Linked DNA regions of Sus scrofa: region 2 is linked to region 1. Evidence: chromatin contacts called from public Hi-C data. All regions are on one chromosome and are shown on one strand. The core of a region is the stretch at or near the end of the contact, and the rest is flanking DNA. Distances in the headings are between cores, read along the strand shown.

Region 1 (4,447 bases), core at 1,069-3,568:
TTCCATTATTTGTGTGTGAGTTACAAACGATATTGAAACACTACAGCTTACTGACTGAATGCTTAAAAAATCCAAACACATGGATAATAATTTTAGAATAAAGTAACAAAGATGTGTTCTTCCCAAAAAAATCTGTCATGCTTTCCAATGTTTCTTTCAAAAATCTAAAGTTTAAAACTCTTGAATATTATGAAATCAGAATCTGATGTAAAACTGTGAAATCACTACAGACATTCTGGCTTTTCCAGATTTTTATTAGGTTGTTTTCTTGTACTATTTTAATTGCACAAATATCATTTCAAAAAGGCCTTGCTAGTCAAAGGCTTTTTCCAGTAGGTGTCTCACTTTTACCAGTCTTATTCAGGGTGATAGTAGGTTTGCCATCCCAACAAGTGATAGTAGGTCTGCCATCCCAACAAGTAAGAAACAGCTAACATGTGCCTGGCTCTGTGCTCTTACTTTTGAAAAGCTCAGCTGCTTATCTTTCTCAAGGACACCTTGAACTTTTGCTTAAAGATGTGTTCTTTTTTATTCCAATGAACTCCAAACAAATTTTAGGGGGCTCCTGGAAACTAGTAAAGACTTTAACTCAAAGTAAGAATTTTAATGTAATTTGACCTGAAAACCAAACTAAACCTGAAGATCCATGTCTGTACTGAACAGACTTACCTTGAGGATGTAGGATTTGTGGTTTTTTTTCACCAGAATGGTACCAAGGATTTAAGATTTGGGGCAGCCTTCAGTGTGTTACTTTAGGAAAGTTGGATTAAGAACCAAATGCAGTAGAGGACTTGAAGAGTTTCAAGTCAAGGAGTTTCCGGCGTGGCGCAGTTGTTAACGAATCCAACTAGGAACCATGAGGTTGAGGGTTCTATCCCTGGCCTTGCTCAGTGGGTTAAGGATCAGGCGTAGCCATGAGCTGTGCTGTAGGTGTCAGATGCGGCTTGGATCCCGCGTTGCTGTGGCTCTGGCTCTGGCGTACGCTGGCAGCTACAGCTCTGATTAGACCCCTAGCCTGGGAACCTCCATATGCGGCGGGAGCGGCCCAAGAAATGGCAAAAAAAGAAAAGAAAGAAAAAAAAAGAAAAAAGAAAAAGGAGTGCTATTGCTACGGTCCTCGGCACAAGTCTTAAACCATCCCTCCCACCTTTCCTGACCTCCCTTGAAACCCCACCGGCCGGGTACCTGGATAGTCTCCAAAGCCAGACTCTTTTCCATGCTCTTAACTTGGTTCAGGAAATGGATCAGCCACGTCTTGCTAAGCTCGATGTCCTCTCCTCCCGTCTTCAGGCAGTACCGGAGCCGCATGGCTTTGGCCTCCAGGACTAACTGGCTTGGGCCCAAACTCTCACCTAAGAGGGTTCCTCCTAGGATGATGGCCAGGTAGACCATACCACTTGGCTAGGCTGTAGATGGGGAGAGTGATGTTTCACAGGCTGAGGTCTCTGTTTTCCAGGCGAACAAGAGTGGGTTGGAGGGGACCCACAGCCGCGGTTCATGGAGCAGACCTCATTGTACTAGATCTAAGTTCCTTCCCCACCCCCACCCCTGACGGACAAACCCCGCACCGCCTCGTCCAATTTATTAATTTCAGACACGGCTTCTTATTCTAGCAGCGAGGCGGTGCTGGAGACAACTAGGACCCAATTGAACTCGGTGCTCTTCCTGGAGAAGAAGAAATGAGTCCTTGGCGGTGAAACGGCCGTGCACAAAGCGTCGCTCAGCCTTGGCCGGGCTCCCTATGTCTTCTTCTGCATCCTTGGGCAGGTAAATCAGGCCAGAGCCGACGAGGGCCGTCAAAACCGTGGGCAGCAGCAGGAAGACCCAGGGGCGCGAGCCCACCTCCCATTTCAGCGGCCGGAAGGCACGGGACAGGGGCGTCTCCAGGCAGTTGGCGCGGCGGCGGGGCTTCGCGAACACCAAGGGCTTTGGCAGAGACCGCGCCCAGCCGAACTCAGGTTCCGGTCCCTGACTGGACGTCCAGTGCTGCGGCGGCGGCGGCGGAGACCCAGGCTGCCCCGGCAGCTGCGAGCCCCCCTCAGGCCCCGCCTCCGACTCCCGCCGCTGGGATGCTGAGCCCGGCTCCTTCCCCGCCTCCCACCGGGGCTCCTCCTCCTCCTCCAGCGCAACCTTAGCGGAGCTAAGGCTGGTTTCTCAGCGTGAAAGGCCACTGTCTCAACCTTCTCAAGCTGGGTCGCAGGTCAGACAAGGAGCGCCCTTCTCCACCCCACCTAACCGTTTCCTGGAGGAAGTCTGCGGGAGTCCGTTTGAGCTCTGGCTGCTCGTTCCGGGATGCTGGGGCTTCGTTGGGAGGCGCATGGTAGCTTAACTAGCCCTAAATTTGTCCCTGGCGCCCATCCTCTCAGGAGTCAGTTAATACGAGGAACCCTTCCTAAAGGCGAGTGATTTGGCTTGTTCACAGGCGCGTGCACAAAGACACAGACACACAGCACAGATAGTACATGTGCTCTTAGTGGCAGCCTTTACCTTGCGGGGGGAGGGGGTGTGGATCTTCCAGAAGCATGGTCCTCAGGGTAAGGCTTTGGTGAATCCGGTACACCTAATTTAGTTGTTTTTATTTTTTAGCTACAGACGTAACATTCTCCTTGTAAAAATTAGAAGTAAATGCATAGAGTGAAAAGTGAAGAAAAAAAAAAAAAAAACCAACCCTAAACTCAACCCTAAAACGTCCTTCTCTCCCATTCCTCTTAATGCAAGGGTTTAGAAGTGGGTATTTATCCTTACAGTTTTCTTTGCATTTGTAGGCATATCAAAATAGATGTAAATATGTACTTTTCATTAATATTGCACTGTATATGCAAATCACCAAATTTGTCAAAGTTTCTTAGCCTGGGAGTGTGTGTAGCTTTATCTTAACACTTTTCAACTGCTCTATACTTTTCCAGTCTATAAGTGAGACATTACTTAGCCATAACCTAATTTCATAACAACCTGAGGATTATTTAGAGTGTTTTGCGATATCAACAATGCTAAGTGAATGAATGTTTTTTATTCAGAGTACAAGAATTACATTTGTGAGAATTTTTTTTTGGCTTTTTGCCCTTTTTTAGGGCCGCACCTGCGGCATATGGAGGTTCCCAGGCTAGGAGTCTAATCGGGGCTACAGCTGCTGGCCTACACCACAGCCACAGCAACACGGGATCCAAGCTGCATGTGCGACCTACACCACAGCTCAGGGCAATACTGGATCTTTAACCCACTGAGCATGGCCAGGGATCAACCCACATGCTCATGCATACTAGTCAGATTCATTTCTTCTGTACCACAGTGGGAACTCCCGCTAAGGGTTTTTTCTTTTAGCTGTTCAGTAGAAATACTTGTCGTGAGGTCTATAACTTATTAAACTCTCAGTGGCCATCAGAGAAAGTCCTCTTATCCTGATAGCTGTCTTCCTAGACCTCTGCAGCACCACCTGCTGGTTAATTGGCCTAAGGAAATTAGAACTCTTCAGTAAAAAAGAAACTTCTTAAAAGTACTTTAAAAAAGTAATTTATTAAGTGTATACTGTGGACTCTTACAAAACAACTTAGCTCTGGAAGGTTTTGGATGCAGCTGGGCCTCAGGAACACCTGGAACCAAGCCTTGAATGTCATCAATGCTACCCGTGGCTGGTCATTTTTCCTGTCTGCCTTGGATCTCTTCTCTTTCAATGCAAATGAATTTTTCCCCAAACGTCTACCAGCAGATCGGAGTTTGAATCTTCATAAGTTCCCAATTCTGGTTCCAAAATTCTAGGAAAAGGACACTGATTGGCTTAGCCTGAGTCATGTGCCTGTTTATAGACCAATCGACTGAGTCCAAGAAATGAATCGACAGTAACATCTCTGTCAGTTTATCTCTCTTAGTCCAATCAACTGTATCATTGTGTCTCCCACCATACCCATGAATACTGGGACAAGATTAGCTCCTATGGAAGGGACGCAGATGTGTCCAGAAAGGATGGAGGCCATATTTGACCAAACTTGAGATTTGCTCTCCGTGGATTACTAAATCATTATTCCAACCTCTCCTTTCCCCAGCCACACAGGAATAGGTCAGAAAATTTAAAGCAATCTAAAGGACTCTTCTTTAGTACTTACCCACATATCTTTATACCAGTACTGGGATTTTTTTTTTTTTTTTTGGCTTTTTGCCATTTCTTGGGCCGCTCCTGCAGCATATGGGAGGTTCCCAGGCTAGGGGTCGAATCAGAGCTGTAGCTGCCAGCCTACACCAGAACCACAGCAACACGGGATCCGAGCCGTGTCTGCGACCTATACCACAGCTCATGGCAACGCCGGATCGTTAACCCACTGAGCAAGGGCAGGGATCGAACCCGCAACCTCATGGTTCCTAGTTGGATTCGTTAACCACTGCACCACGACGGGAACTCCCCGGGATTTTTTAAAGTTTTTGTTGTGTAATAGATGAAACATATGGAAGTTCA
Region 2 (5,047 bases), core at 549-3,048, 6.0 Mb after region 1:
ATTGCTGGGAAAAAAATTTGCTGAATGCCTCTATTTGTCTTAATACACTCCTCATACCTGAAGTTCTTTGAAACTGAGATACTTTCTCTTTCAATACTGTTTTGCCCCTTAACATAATCTTGGGAAATAAAATGTAGAAGTTAAATCTACAATTCATGGCTTCACCAACATCTCTGAAAATCAATAACATTCATGAGGCTTTACTTTGGATAGAAAACCAAAGATTGGAAAATACAAACTAAGGTGGAAAGAGCACAAGCTTGGCAATCAAAGACAATCAACATTCACCGTGGACTTCTGGCTAGGCCCTGCCAGCACAAGGAACATTTGTTGAGGGCTTACTATGAGCCAGAACGATGCCAAGTGCTAGCACTTAATGATTAACTCCTCAAAACAACCTTGGAAATTTACTATTGTTAACCGTCCTCAAATTTCACAAAAGAAATCAAGGTTAAGGGATGTGAAGTAATTTCCTCAAGCACTGGGCCCGCAAATCGGGGAGCAGGGGTTTCCAAATCCATCCCTTTTCCCATTGTATCTGAGCTCTTTGCCTTCACATTCCAACACTGTAACAGGAGAGGAACGTCAATTTGATTCAGTAACGTCTCCTTGGACCCTCGGTTCTCTCAGCTATAAAAATGGGGAGGAAAGCTCTACCAAAAAAAAAGACTTCTAAGATCAAGATGTAAAGGTCTGCTGTCCACTATACTCCAACAAAAAAATTTTGTGAGAACGTGAAGGTCTGCAAATGACCTAACACACGTAGTGACATTTCAGAAGCACTCACTTAAATCAACTGTACTTCAATAAAATTTTAAAAAAGCACTCACTGAATTATAGCATCTTTTTCACCTGAGGGCCAGCGCAGGCGCTGTACGTGTATACAGGTGTTTCTTCTCTACAGGGTCTTTTAACTTAAAACTGGGATCTTTTCCTGCTTATCCTTGTAACCTCTTCAGTGCACGCCTACTACCAGGCACAAAAACGCTTTTTTCCCCTCCCTTCTTTCCCACTCCTAGGTGGTGGTGGTGGTGTTGTTTTCCCACTCCTAGTGGTTAAAACATACACCCCATTCACCTCTTAGCACGCAAAGCATTAATTCAATACCTGCACAAAGACATTAGCATTTATTTTACCCTAGGAAAGACGAAGGGTAAGAAACACGGCAGTACATTCCCTTTTAGACTTGTTTTCTATTTCTCCCTGAGTTTTCACAATTATTACCCAACTTGTTCGACCTACCTCCTTATTCAAAAAGTTCGCTTTAAGGTAGTTTTCAACTTCAAGTCTCAACGATATTTTAGGGAAAACAGACATGTTCCTATTGCTTAGTTCTCCTCCTCCAAGAAAAATGCTGGACAACAGTCGTTTTTCTCTCTCTCCGAATTACAAGGAGCGTCTGGGCGATGAATCCCCCCCGCCACCGCCCGAACCCCAGCTCTCTGCTTACGCCAGGTTCACGTCGGAAACGCGGGGGGACCTCCAGGCCTTCTCTAGTTCAGCCAGAGAGAGCCAGAGCGGCTAGCGAGATGTAGTTTAGAGCAGCGTCCTCGCCTGACCTGAACCCAACCTAGGTCCCACCTTAGCCACGCTCACGGAAATCACTGCGAGGCCAGGCCACTCATGTTGCAGAGCGGGAAAAACTCGTGAATGACTCCTCTGTGAACTAGACAGGAGCTAGAAACCAGGCTGGCGCGAACTTGGTCACATCCAACTTAAACCCTGATTTCCAAACCCGCGGTCCCAGCTTCGCCACAGAGAGCCGCTTCCGGAGTGCGTCACTTCCGGCGACACACCTCTCCCCCCCTGCCCTCCAATCCGCAGCCGCCAGTTGCCTCTACGTCACGTCCCTAGAAGCTTCCCAGCTACGCCCGCGACGCGTCCCGGTGCCGCAGGCCTGAATGGGCGGGGCTTTAGGGGGAGGAGAAGGGGCTCTGCCTTGAAGAGTAAACTGATCCAGCAAAAGAGCAGATCCGGACGGGGAGAGCTGGATGCCAGGGCACCCGGGGAGGGTTGAGTCCTGCTGGCCCGTATTCGGTGAGGGACCAGTTACCTGCTAGGTGACCTCCAAAGAAAGGATGAAACCAGAGTTTCTTTTGACCTATCAGCCACCCTTGACGTTATGAAACTACCTTACGTCTCCTGGGCTTGTTGATGTGCCTTCAGCTGTGGATAAACAACATTATTCAAATTTATAACAAGTGGGTTAATCATGTTTTAATATCCATGAATGCTCAGGTGAAACTTTAAAACGCAGAGGTAGTTTTTACAGTTAGTTGAATAAAACTACCAATTACCTATATCATAGTTGAGTTATACTTTAAAAATCTGGGGAGACCTTTGGCATGATATTTGTTACAGAGGAGGAGAGATTCAAAGAGAGAAGGAACCTAATGAAAGTCACAGTATCCTATAATGGAATAGGAAAATAAAAATAGTCCACCTGTTGTCTTCCTTCCAAGAGGACGCTGGAAGAAGGTGGGAAACAGCTCTACTACACAGGCCGATCCAAGGGGAATCACTTTCCAATCATGGACCGGGAACAGAAAGGGAGAAATACATGTATAGTGCTGTATCTAACATGTTATATTAATTTTTAATTACGTGAGGGATACAGGAAGATATATAACTGTGCAAAATGTATTACATTGTTTCTTTGATGATTAATCTTAAACACAGTCTAGCTACTTTCAAATATGCTTAGAACACTCTGGGCCTGGAGTTTCTCAAGTCCTAATGACTGTTTTTCTCAGAGCCCTGGTATGGGTCACCTTAAGTTCCCATACAGATATGGGATGGACAGTGGCGGCAAGATGGCTCTGTTCTTTTCAAGCTCCCTATTTTCTTTTTCAGCACCCCTACACTGTCTCTGAGAATCAGGGTTTTTTGGAGCCACTGTAGTCGTTAACACAGAACTGTAGGACAAGTTTTTTCTTGAATCTTTTTCTCTTTAAATCTCACAGAGATGTTTTTAAAAGTATAATACTGGACTTCTCATTGTGGCTCAGCAGATGTCAAACCCCACTAGAATCCATGAGATGATGGGTTCAATCCCTGGCTTCGCTCAGTGGATTAAGGATCCAGTGTTGCTGTGAGCTGTGGCATAGGCTGGCAGCCGCAGCTCTGATTGGACCTTTAGCCTGGGAACTTCCATATGCCACAGGTGTGGCCCTAAAAAGAAAAAAAAAAAAGTATAACACCTATTTTATATGATACATTGACAAGGTTTCACTTACATCCATTACACAGCTCAACAGCTCTGGACAGTAGTTATCATTACCTTTTATCAAATGAGTAAAAGCAAACTCCCAGAGCTGAAATAACTCTCAGAGCCTGAACAGGAGTAGAGGGTAGGAGCAATCTACAAAAGGAGGGGACATGTACCCCTATGTCACCCACCACAGTTTTAACAGCTTTAACTGCCACAGCCACAGCAACTTGGATTCCGAGCCGCGTCTGCAACCTACACCACAGCTCACGACAACGCTGGATCCCCTGTGGCCGGAGATCATACCCACATCCTCATGGATACCAGTCAGATTTATTTCTGCTGAGTCACGATGGGAACTCTCCAGCACACAATTTCTAACACACATTTTCTCCCCAACGACAAGTAACTGTGTTGTCTTATGTTTTTTCTGTTAATTTTTTTTCAAACCTACAATACTTTACATGATTGATGGCCTGTTTGCCCCATTCCTGAAATATCTCTAATATCAATCAGAACAGTAATGAGCAACAGAAAACAATTTGGAAAGTGTTGGATTAAACCATAGTAGAATATATTGCAGTTAAAAAATGTTGGCTTCTTTCTGTACTGAAGTCGGGCCTCATTTTCCATATGCTTCTCTTGCTTAATTTCTTACCTCTTTCTGCTTTTGCTCCGGCTTTGTGAAATATATGATTTAGAGTAGATTCTGAGGCTTGATGGTTGCCCTGAAATCTTCCTTACAGACAGGAGGGTTTTGGTTTGTTGTTAATTTACTTTCTAGTTCCTGCTCAGTAAAAAGGCTGGCAGGTTTTACTGAAGTGACATCTTTATCATAGGCTTATAAGTGTTTTTAAAATAAGATAGGCTCCTCCTGACTATAAAGATAACACAGGCTCATTCTGAGGAGAATTAAAACAGTATGAAATACATAGAGAAAAAAGTTCACCTTTAACCAATGTCTACATATTCATGAACAGCCTTTAAGATATGTTAGATGCCTGCACATTGTTACACATGTTTATATGCAGTTTTCCAGAAGACAGGATTGTATCATGTTTTTTCCACAGGCTTACCATCCCCCTGCTCCCAACACACAATTTGCACATTATTCTGTGTCAGTGAATACAGAGGTACATCATTGTAAAGGACCACTTGTATTCCATCTGACGGCTATACTTTAATTTACTCAACCCTTAGTGAAAGATATTTACATTGTTACTAGTTTTCCACAAAAAGGAGCAGTGCTCTAATGAGCATCCTAATTGACACATCTGTGTGTCCTTATCCAGCTAACTGTGCATTGTGTACTTGGAAGTTGAGTTATTGGCTCAAAGAACATAAAGACTTAACACTGGGAATAGGAAAAAGGTCTTCTGTACTATACATTGTTTTTTTTTTGGGGGGGGGTTGGGGTTTTTTTTTTTTTTTTTTGCTATTTCTTTGGGCCGCTCTCGTGGCATATGGAGGTTCCCAGGCTAGGGGTCCAATCGGAGATGCAGCCACTGGCCTACGCCAGAGCCACAGCAACTCAGGATCCAAGCCGAGTCTGCAAGCTACACCACAGCTCACGGCAACGCCGGACCGTTAACCCACTGAGCAAGGGCAGGGACCGAACCCGCAACCTCATGGTTCCTAGTCGGATTCGTTAACCACTGCGCCACGATGGGAACTCCCCTGTACTATGTACATTGTTAATCTCTCTCATTGTTGCCCGAGTAATAATTTTTCACTTATATTTGCATTTCTTTTGATTAGTAAGATTTTTTTCTCTGAAATATTTCTTGATTACCTTTTAATAAATTTTATATGCTTTGCCCTTATTAGCATTATTTTTCA

What was found. A called contact is a pair of places that touch in the nucleus more often than the background predicts.
Region 2: a Hi-C map of fetal skeletal muscle shows a contact between it and region 1, with 6 times the contacts expected there. The contact joins the promoter of LOC100524391 here to the promoter of PTCHD3 in region 1. A contact is called at or near these places in 9 of 47 Hi-C or Micro-C datasets (fetal liver, fetal skeletal muscle, heart right ventricle and 6 more).

What each region holds. Positions count from the first base shown.
Region 1 is chr10:38,935,165-38,939,611 of Sscrofa11.1, forward strand. PTCHD3 (patched domain-containing protein 3) reads right to left here and starts at 2,319. Exons shown (of 5, transcript XM_021064277.1): 1 at 2,232-2,319; 2 at 1,682-2,156; 3 at 1,493-1,680; 4 at 1,186-1,490. The coding sequence starts at 2,319.
Region 2 is chr10:44,956,226-44,961,272 of Sscrofa11.1, forward strand. It overlaps LOC100524391 (putative methyltransferase NSUN6), which reads right to left and starts at 1,799. Exons shown (of 14, transcript XR_002336345.1): 1 at 1,243-1,799.